Regions from separate parts of the Mus musculus genome. Here all the other regions are linked to region 1. Evidence: chromatin contacts called from public promoter capture Hi-C data. All regions are on one chromosome and are shown on one strand. The core of a region is the stretch at or near the end of the contact, and the rest is flanking DNA. Distances in the headings are between cores, read along the strand shown.

Evidence for each region. Promoter capture Hi-C pulls out the DNA fragments that hold promoters and counts their contacts.
Region 2: a contact with region 1 is called in a promoter capture Hi-C map of the 3T3-L1 cell line, with 4 times the contacts expected there. The contact joins the enhancer-like site here to the promoter of Adam32 in region 1. A contact is called at or near these places in 7 of 39 promoter capture datasets (the 3T3-L1 cell line, 3T3-L1-derived adipocytes, cranial neural crest and 4 more).
Region 3: a promoter capture Hi-C map of embryonic stem cells shows a contact between it and region 1, with 4 times the contacts expected there. The contact joins the enhancer-like site here to the promoter of Adam32 in region 1. A contact is called at or near these places in 6 of 39 promoter capture datasets (cranial neural crest, embryonic stem cells, hippocampal neurons and 3 more) and 2 of 115 datasets of contacts at active chromatin or transcription factors (astrocytes and embryonic stem cells).

Annotation. Positions count from the first base shown.
Region 1 is chr8:24,947,471-24,950,244 of GRCm38.p6, forward strand. Adam32 (a disintegrin and metallopeptidase domain 32) reads right to left here and starts at 1,334. Exons shown (of 22, transcript NM_153397.2): 1 at 1,250-1,334. The coding sequence starts at 1,325. It overlaps Adam9 (a disintegrin and metallopeptidase domain 9 (meltrin gamma)), which reads right to left. Exons shown (of 22, transcript NM_001270996.1): 22 at 2,141-2,774.
Region 2 is chr8:23,510,475-23,513,248 of GRCm38.p6, forward strand. No RefSeq gene overlaps it. Among named protein-coding and RNA genes, the nearest start is that of 4930413E20Rik, 23 kb to the right of the region's middle. Within about 2 kb of position 1,402, at least 18 of the 459 cell types and tissues checked have an H3K27ac peak or open chromatin away from gene starts, as enhancers often do.
Region 3 is chr8:23,560,797-23,563,570 of GRCm38.p6, forward strand. No RefSeq gene overlaps it. Among named protein-coding and RNA genes, the nearest start is that of 4930413E20Rik, 28 kb to the left of the region's middle. Within about 2 kb of position 1,380, at least 25 of the 459 cell types and tissues checked have an H3K27ac peak or open chromatin away from gene starts, as enhancers often do. A contact at or near this core is called in embryonic stem cells, where this site is marked.

The sequences.
Region 1 (2,774 bases), core at 84-2,583:
AATCAAAATTCAATATTTATATCCAATTGAATTTCATGAAGTTTGCTGGTATATACATATCTATATCTATGTAGATATAGATATAGATATCGAGAGAGAGATTTAGTATATATTAAATAAAAAGGCAAGGGAGTTGGGGTGGACAGATTAGAGGGAGGAAATGGAAAAGAATTAGTGATATATTTTAATTAAAAATAAAGAATAGTAAAGCTTGCTGGTGTGTTTTTGTTTTGTTTTGTTTGTTGTTGTTTTGTTTTGTTTTTCGAGTCAGGGTTTCTCTGTATAGCCCTGGCTGTCCTGGAACTCACTTTGTAGACCAGGCAGACCTGGAACTCAGAAGTCCACCTGCCTCTGCCTCCCGAGTGCTGGGATTAAAGTCGTGCGCCACCACGCCCGGCGCTGGTGTGTTTCGGCGCTGGTATGTTTTTGAATTCTACGTTGCAACTATTCTTTTTCCGTTTGTCCAGTGTGAGTGTAGTAAGCAGAGAGCTCACAACTACTTGAAAAGGCTTCTAAAGTTCTCCTTCTTGCACTTCTACTCAAGCCTGCAGCACAAGACTGGAAGCAGTAGCTACACAACCTAGTTGTCCTTTATTGAAGCACAGGTTCAGGAGATCCACAAAATGCAAAGCGACGCCAACTTTCTACTCCCCCCCCCCCCCCAAGAACGGTTCTTAGTTTTGAAGCGTGTTAACACCTAAAGGATATGAGGCTGATATTTTAGATGTTGCTATACATTCTTTATTCTTTACTTCTAATAAACCAGGAAGAGAACACTCAGAGCCCCAACCATGCCTTCTTCACCTTTCAAAAGATGCATTCCACAGCTTCAACAAATTAGCAGACCTCAGAGCTAGAGGCAAGCGTTGGACTGGCACCTGCTGGACAGTTGGACTCACAACAGCTTGATCATTGCCTGTCAAGTAGCCGAGCCCTACTTGATTCCAAAACTTAAGCAAGATTCTGCCCCTTCCCAGCTTCCACGCACCGCTGCATTTTCTCTGAGCCTGGGGGTTTGTGGCTTAATGTCTTTTCTTTCCTATTTCTAGAAGAACTATTATTGCATGTACATCGTGTTAGTAAAGTTATCTTGTGGAAACTGGGTATTTGTTTTTTTAGTTTAAGTGGTTTCCAGAAGCTGTTGGGAAGTGTTCTTTTGGGGTCCATTTTTTGAGCTTTATGATGTGCACGACAGACCTACAAGAAAAGTGCCCCCAATCTCAGAGAACCCGCCTTGCGGAGCGCTCACCGGGTCCTGATGCCAGCAAGGCCCCCAGCTCGGCCAGCAGCAGCAGCAGCAGTGTGTGCAGCATGGCGCCCAGCATGGCGTCTCCTGGAGTACCTAGACAGTTGTAAAGCCGTTGCGCGGGGCTGTGGGGCACGTGCCAGGGGCCACCGTGGGCCACGTCCTTGGAGCGCCCTAACCCCCTACCCCGCCTCCATCCTCCCCCTCCACCACCTACCCCAGCTCTAACAGAGCCAGGCTGCTTCGCAATGAAACCCGCATGCGCAGTACTGGAGAGGCTGCGAGGGCGCTCAGGTCAAAAAAGTACACACATACGTTTATACTCTTTCTAAGGCTAAACTACGACTGCATTTTAAGATGCGTGGACAAATTTTTCAAGAAAGCCTAAACTGATTTTCTTCCTTGGGGTCTACATTTCCACAGGCACACTGCTCCCATGGACCGCCAGGCTTCCTTCCAACCTGGTTCTCCGTGGCACTTCAGTTAAAATTCATATACCTTCCTTTTTTAGGAGCTTACCAGAATGGTTAATTTATACAGCAATGGCAGATCCTTGACATAAGAACCTACATTTTAGCCTTTGTCCTAGCTGGAATGGCAGCGCCCTAGTCACATGCTTCTTAAGTCAAGAGTCCTGTCAGTAAACTACTTTCTCCTTAGTATTTCTGAGGGCTTGTGGCCTTCAACACCGCCATATTTCTCACTAGGGCTGGTTCACCAGTGTTAGTACACACCCAACTGCTAAAGTACTTGAGTATCCTGAAAAAAAAAAAAAAATGAACAGTCTATCTTTTAATGTGTTTTCCTTAAGTGCAGTCACATTTGCCAAAAGCCCTAACACTGAAATTAAGAAGAACCCAAATAGTTATGTATTTATAAAGAGGACGACAAAACAAGAATTTCAAGTATTTTATTTGTTGTAAATGTTTTTATTTTAATATGTATATATACACAAACAATATTATTTTAAAAAACTAATGAAATTCAGTTAATATACCTATTATTAAACTTCTTTATGAAAGATTATGAAAAAATTTAAATGTTTAAAATTTTAGTGTCAATATCATTCCTTTCAAAGTACAAATTCATTTTAATACAGCTGAGAGAGTAATCCCAGAGACCAGTATAATTCTGTAGTTATCTAAGGAAACCACTGCTTCCTTCCTTTCTCCAGCCTAATGTTTACGAAAATATTAGTCAAAAGAGACAGGACCCAGCACACCTTAGTAAATGTAAACATTCTAGAGGACTTCACATCAAGCTTTGAAATTCAGAGTTTAGAGTTAAAGTGCTCATGAATTCTCAAGTGGTTTGGTAACACCTCAACTGTTGGAAGTATTCTCCCTGCTCCTGTTCGATCGACACCTATCTGCTTGGGTATACTAAACACCTCGTACCATAGAGTGTGCACTTCAAACAAAACAACACTGCTGCAATGCTTTACCATGATGCATAAAGAAAATTGAGAGTTGAATCAGTTCCTGTCATAGTCATTACAGTTGAAAAGATATTTGAAAATGGAAGCCCA
Region 2 (2,774 bases), core at 152-2,651, 1.4 Mb before region 1:
AACTTAAACCAGGGTAACAGCCCGCTTCATTCAACCGTAGTTTGTACTTCTTTTGAGCCTGTGATGCAAAATGAAAATTAAAAAAAAAAATCTACAAGGGTCTCCTCCAGCCCCTTGTGTTTTAGCAATAGTTCCTATTTTCTTGTGCTACGTGGAAATGGTCTGGAGCAAACTTCTCAGGGTGAAGATAGGCATTTCGCCAGCATCTGTGAAGTCACACAAGGCCTCCCGGGCCTCCTTGGTCCCTTGTCCACAAAAGCAGCCTTCCCAAGCTGTGCACAGAGGCGGTGGCTGCTGACCTTGGTGTCATAAGGCTGGCTGTGTCCTCTGAAGTGGTCTGAAAGCTTGTGTCTGCTCCGTAGTCCCTATCCTTTTTCCCTCCATATGCTCTCTGGAGCCCACAACTTTCTCAGCCAGCCTGAGTGATAGAATCTGTTCTCTGTCCTGCACACAGAGCATATTGTTATGGGCCCCTCATTGTGCTTCCTAGACACTTAGTCAGCTGGCTGCATCCTTCCTTTGCCTCCATCATTTGTGGGCTCCAGAAATTTCTTAGCTATGGCCCCAGGATCTTTTGCTCCAGCCAAGAGTCTGCCTTCTTTCTTTCTTCCTTCCTTTCTTTCTTCCTTCCTTTCTTTCTTTCTTTCTTTCTTTCTTTCTTTCTTTCTTTCTTTCTTTCTTTCTTTCCTTCTTTCTTTCTTTCTTTTTTTTTTTTTTTGTTTACTTCTTGGCTATCTCCCTCTCAACCCCAGCTCTGCACATTGTGTTCCCTCTCTTCTTTCATCCAGGCAGGCTTTCTCTCCTCTGGACAGGGAGTATCCTCATGAACAACAGAATCCCAGAAAGAAAAAAAAGAAGAGTAAGTAGCTTAAGGGTCAGGGGAAGCATAAGGCAGAACCGCTGTCTGGAGCATTAGTGCTGCTGGACTTGCTGGGCTTGCCAAGTGATGCAAGCCAATGCTGAACAGTTTGAAGAGCTCCAAGATTAGCAAAGAGAAACACCTGGCAAATGCTGGGGACAGTGGAGCTCAGCAGAGTGAAGTATTAAAGTGTTGAACAATCAAGCTCTGTATAACAGAGGAAGCAATGTAGCAATAGTTATTCTAGCAAACACCAGACATGGTTCATGTTGGTTTGCCTTCATTGCTTTGTGGTTTGCAAGGGCAAAGGAAATGATGTGGGAGAGCTGACGGCTTGGCCTTGATTCTGTCTACCAGGCTAAGCTCTGCATGGTACAAAAAGCTTGGGAGAGAATAAGAAAGATGTGTGTTGGGCATTGCAAGATAAAGACCAAGGTCATTAGAAAAGAAGAAGAACGCTACCACATGGAAGACAGCCGCACTCAATGGAGTGCCTGCCTATGTGGCTTACTCATGAGTTCAGGTTTGGAGGCATCATCTGTGAAACACAAAGTATGAACAGACCAACCTCTGAAGGGTGTCGGAGAGGCAGGGTGACAGTGGGCTGTGGATTGTGAAATGTGCAAAACAACAAAATGGACCAGTTGGAATACAGGAATGACAAGAAGTTGAAGCCAGCACTTAGGAAAGATTGTGTAACGGATGAAGAAACGAGCCTCCGCCTAAACCACAAGGACTTCTGGGATCATCTTGTCAGCAATTAGAATGTCACCACTTTCTTCTTCTCTTTTCTTGTTTACTATTGGCATTCTCTTGCCCCATGTCCGGTCACAGCTGGATATATGGCCATCCAATTACAAGCTGGATTTCTCAATTTAATTTTATTTTACTTTGCACTTCAGTGTATACATGGCTATGTTATGGGCCCATGGGGCATGAGCAAATAAGGTATGCATTCCTAGGTAATATCATAACTCTCTTTCATAGGAGAACTTGGGACCTCCTCCTGCCCACTTCTGCTTCTGGGATCTACATGCTGACTCTCAGCCTTGCTCCTTGGGCTCTTCCTGAGCCAAGCTGACCTATAACGCCAAACTCTTTTCCCTTGTATTTTATTAAACTTGTAATGACTTATGCTGTTGTGTTTTGAGGTGCCCTCATTATAATTTTTCATCTAACAAACAGTCATGGGCATTAAAATTTGCATTTTGCATAACAAACAGAATTTTAACTGTGTTATGTAAGTCAAAATGTTGACTGGGAGCCTTGTGTGCTGTTGGCACTATGGGGCGTCTTTCTATCCCATAGTCTGACTCTATGGCACAACCAGTTAAGCTCGAGTTAGCTCATCTTTTCCACTATTGAAAAAGAAAAACTTTCAAACTGGGAATAGTAGAAAGCAGAGTCAAGGGCAGAAATGACTGAGTTTCATTTTGATTGGTTTAGAAATAATGGGTTGTTACATGTTTGGTCTGAAGCTTGGGCAAACCAAGATTCTAGGGTACAGAAAAGATGACCTTTTCTCATGATGACAGTTTCTAAGAGATCCTTTTCTTCTAGAAAGCATGAGTACAATTTTTAATAAAATCAGGGCACCAAGATAACATGTAAGACTGGGTGTGCTATGCAGCAGCTCAGGACTAGCTGCTGCATAGCACACCCACTAACTCTTGGACTATGTGTATGATGGAAGGCTTTCCTTTCTGGGGCAACCAGGTATATAGTTGATGTATATATAATAGTCAGGATTGACATAAGTGTTTTTTTAGGGCCTGTACATTGCTCCAAGCTCTTTTGGCTTTGAGAAGTCAGCTATTAGGCTGATGGGCTTCATTTTATATGTAACTTATAGCCTTTCTCTTGAAATACTGCTTGTTTTGTATATTTAGTGTGTTAAGTGTTATAGATAAGATGG
Region 3 (2,774 bases), core at 130-2,629, 1.4 Mb before region 1:
GAGGAAGGAGCTCCCAAAGCACCTGGCCCCCTGGAGCACGCTCTTTTATCTTACCTCCTCCAGACAGTAGTTCTTGGGTTTTGTCTCACACATGCTCTATTTGTTAGGTGGGGCTGAGAAAGGGTTTCCAGTCCTCTGAAAACTGCTTCTCTCACACGTTAATCTTGAAGAATTTTTAGTTCCAGCTCTTCTATCTTAAACCCGTGATGTTAGCGTTCTTTCTAAGCTCCGCCCCACAGTTACCAGGCAACTTCCAGGTAGGCCTGACCCCCACTGTAAAAAGGTTTGCTTGGCCCCTCCTTGCTCTCTTGGTCTCCTGTTCCTCTTTTGCTCTCTCCCTGCTTCTCTTCTCCCTCTCCCCGTGGTCATGGCCTGCCTCTACTTCTCTACCCTCTCCCTCTCTCTGCCTTTCTCTGTCTCTGCTACCCTCTTAACTCCCCTCCCATGCCCTGAATAAACTCTATTCTATACTATCCATCGTGTGGCTGGTTCCTCAGGGGGAAGGGATGCCTTGGCATGGGCCCACTGAGGCACCCCCTTCCCTCATACCTCACCTCACCCCTATAGAATATATTCTTATATCTCCTAACACTTTATCTTTTTACAAACATATTACGGGATGTCACAGCTATCAAGAAAAATCGGTACCGCTTGGCAAAATTCAGCCCATAAAGTCTACCAGATTCTGAATTTATTGTTATTAAAATGCACTGTGAGAAAGCAGCAAGGCATGAACATGTCTGTCTATGCGTCTGAGGTCCAGTATGTATGACATAAACATTTAATTTTTCTCCAAGAAGTCACTTAAATGGCTGTGGAGAAAACATGAACAACACCCAGCCAAATGTAGTCCAGTAGCCAAGTCACTAGGTTTCAAGTAGAACAAGGACTTCCTGTGGACTATAATGCTATCATAACCTATACTTCAAGATGTTGGGATCTAGAAAGTTTGGGTGTTGCAGAGGCAAATCCTTTGGTTTCAAGACTTTCTTCGGTGGTGGTGGTGGAGGGGCAAAAAGAGTGGAGCGCTTGTGTGTTAATCAGAGCAGCCCCTATAGTTCCACAAGGTCCTGCAGGCTAATGAAGGCCTGAGAAATTTGTGTGTGAAGGTAAATCTTTGCAAACAGACTTGTATACAAAACCTTTGGTAATCCAAAGAAAGGCAAGGCATACCTGCAGAAGGCGGAGATTTGCATTTTATATAATAGACTAGGGGCTGCTTCTTCACTTTGAAGTGTGTTCCCTTTTGGCTTCCTGAAAGTTCCTTTGCATTAACAATTTGTACGATTTTTGGTTCTGATGAACGACATTGTTTCCCCGTACTCTGATTAACACATGAATGCCAGCCCTAGGCCCCAGGGAATGCAAAGCAGACACATTTGCAATTGAATATCCACTTAACATTTGGGCTGAAGTTTGAAGTCTCAATCAGTTTCCCCATCCACCACTGCTCCCCTGGGACCCTTGCCCAGATGTGAGTCTCTTGGGATGTAAATGGCTCGTCTTGAGTTTTATGCAATATTCATTGAAGTGATGGGAGATGGTGAGGTCTAACTGCCAACTGAAACACCCGAGGGTATAAACATTTTGCTCCCACTCTACTGTGACTTGTCTGCATTCAGCTCTTAAACTTCCACTTTTATTAAAATGTGCATGCTGAGAAATCACCTAACATTGCCAAATTTATAAAGCAAGTGCACACGTGCGCATACACACACGCGCGCGCGCACGCACACACACACACACACACACACACACACACACACACACACACACACACACACAGAGGAATATCACTCTTCCAAAAGCCTTTTCCACTTTCCTCAAATAAAACCTCTGAGAATATTTCCCCCTATTCGCACCTTCAGAGTGATAAACAATGTGCTTGGCCCCTCCCATCTCTTGCTCTCGAGGTGATAGTCTCTCAGAGTCACCCATTGTCCTGGTTCACCTTCCCAAGGTGTGGGCTGGCGACAGGAGAACACCCAATGGAATTATCAGAATACAGAAATGAATCAGCCAATTATGGCAAATAGTAGACATACAGACAAATTATTAAAGATTGGAGGTGGACTATTGAGTTGGGGGTAGTTTGGGGGTTCCATGGGGGCTATTAATCCCAGTAATAAAAGAATTTAGAAATGGAGTCAAATGAAAACTTCAGGGTAATTTTATTAGAGTTTTAATACAAAAACATAGTGCAGGTTAGCTGAAAAATCTCGGCAGCTGCTATAGGAGAGATGGGGAAAACACCATTCCCTTTTCAGTGAGGCATGGGCTAGAAGTAGACAGCTTATTAAGAAAGGAAAAGGAACTCCCAAGAATAAAAGGGGGGGGGGGGGCGGTCTGGTGAGCGGAGGAAAGAGCGCAGAGCACCTAGCCCCTGGGTATGGTCATTCAGAGTCCTCCTCTGCTTTGCATTCTTGGGCTGGTTGTGCGCAGACTCTAGGCTAAGCAAGGGCTTCCAGTGTTCCTCTGAGAATTGGCGACTGCTGTTCACATGTGACTCTCGATGTGGCATTTCTATCACGGGTGCTGTTGTTTCCAGGAACTTTTGTTCAGTTTCTGCCTTCTGAATTTCACCATTTTCTACCTCTTGCCTAACTAGACAGCCGGGGTCGGGAAGGATGGGGGGTCGGGGTGAGAGGGTGGGAAGCTAGTGTCCAGTGTTTCCACCTCTTGGCTTCTTTCATATGTTAATCTTGACACCTCTCTCTTCCTCTTGCTCGGGCACTGCAGAGGGCTACAGCTAACTGAAGTAACCGGCGGGGTGG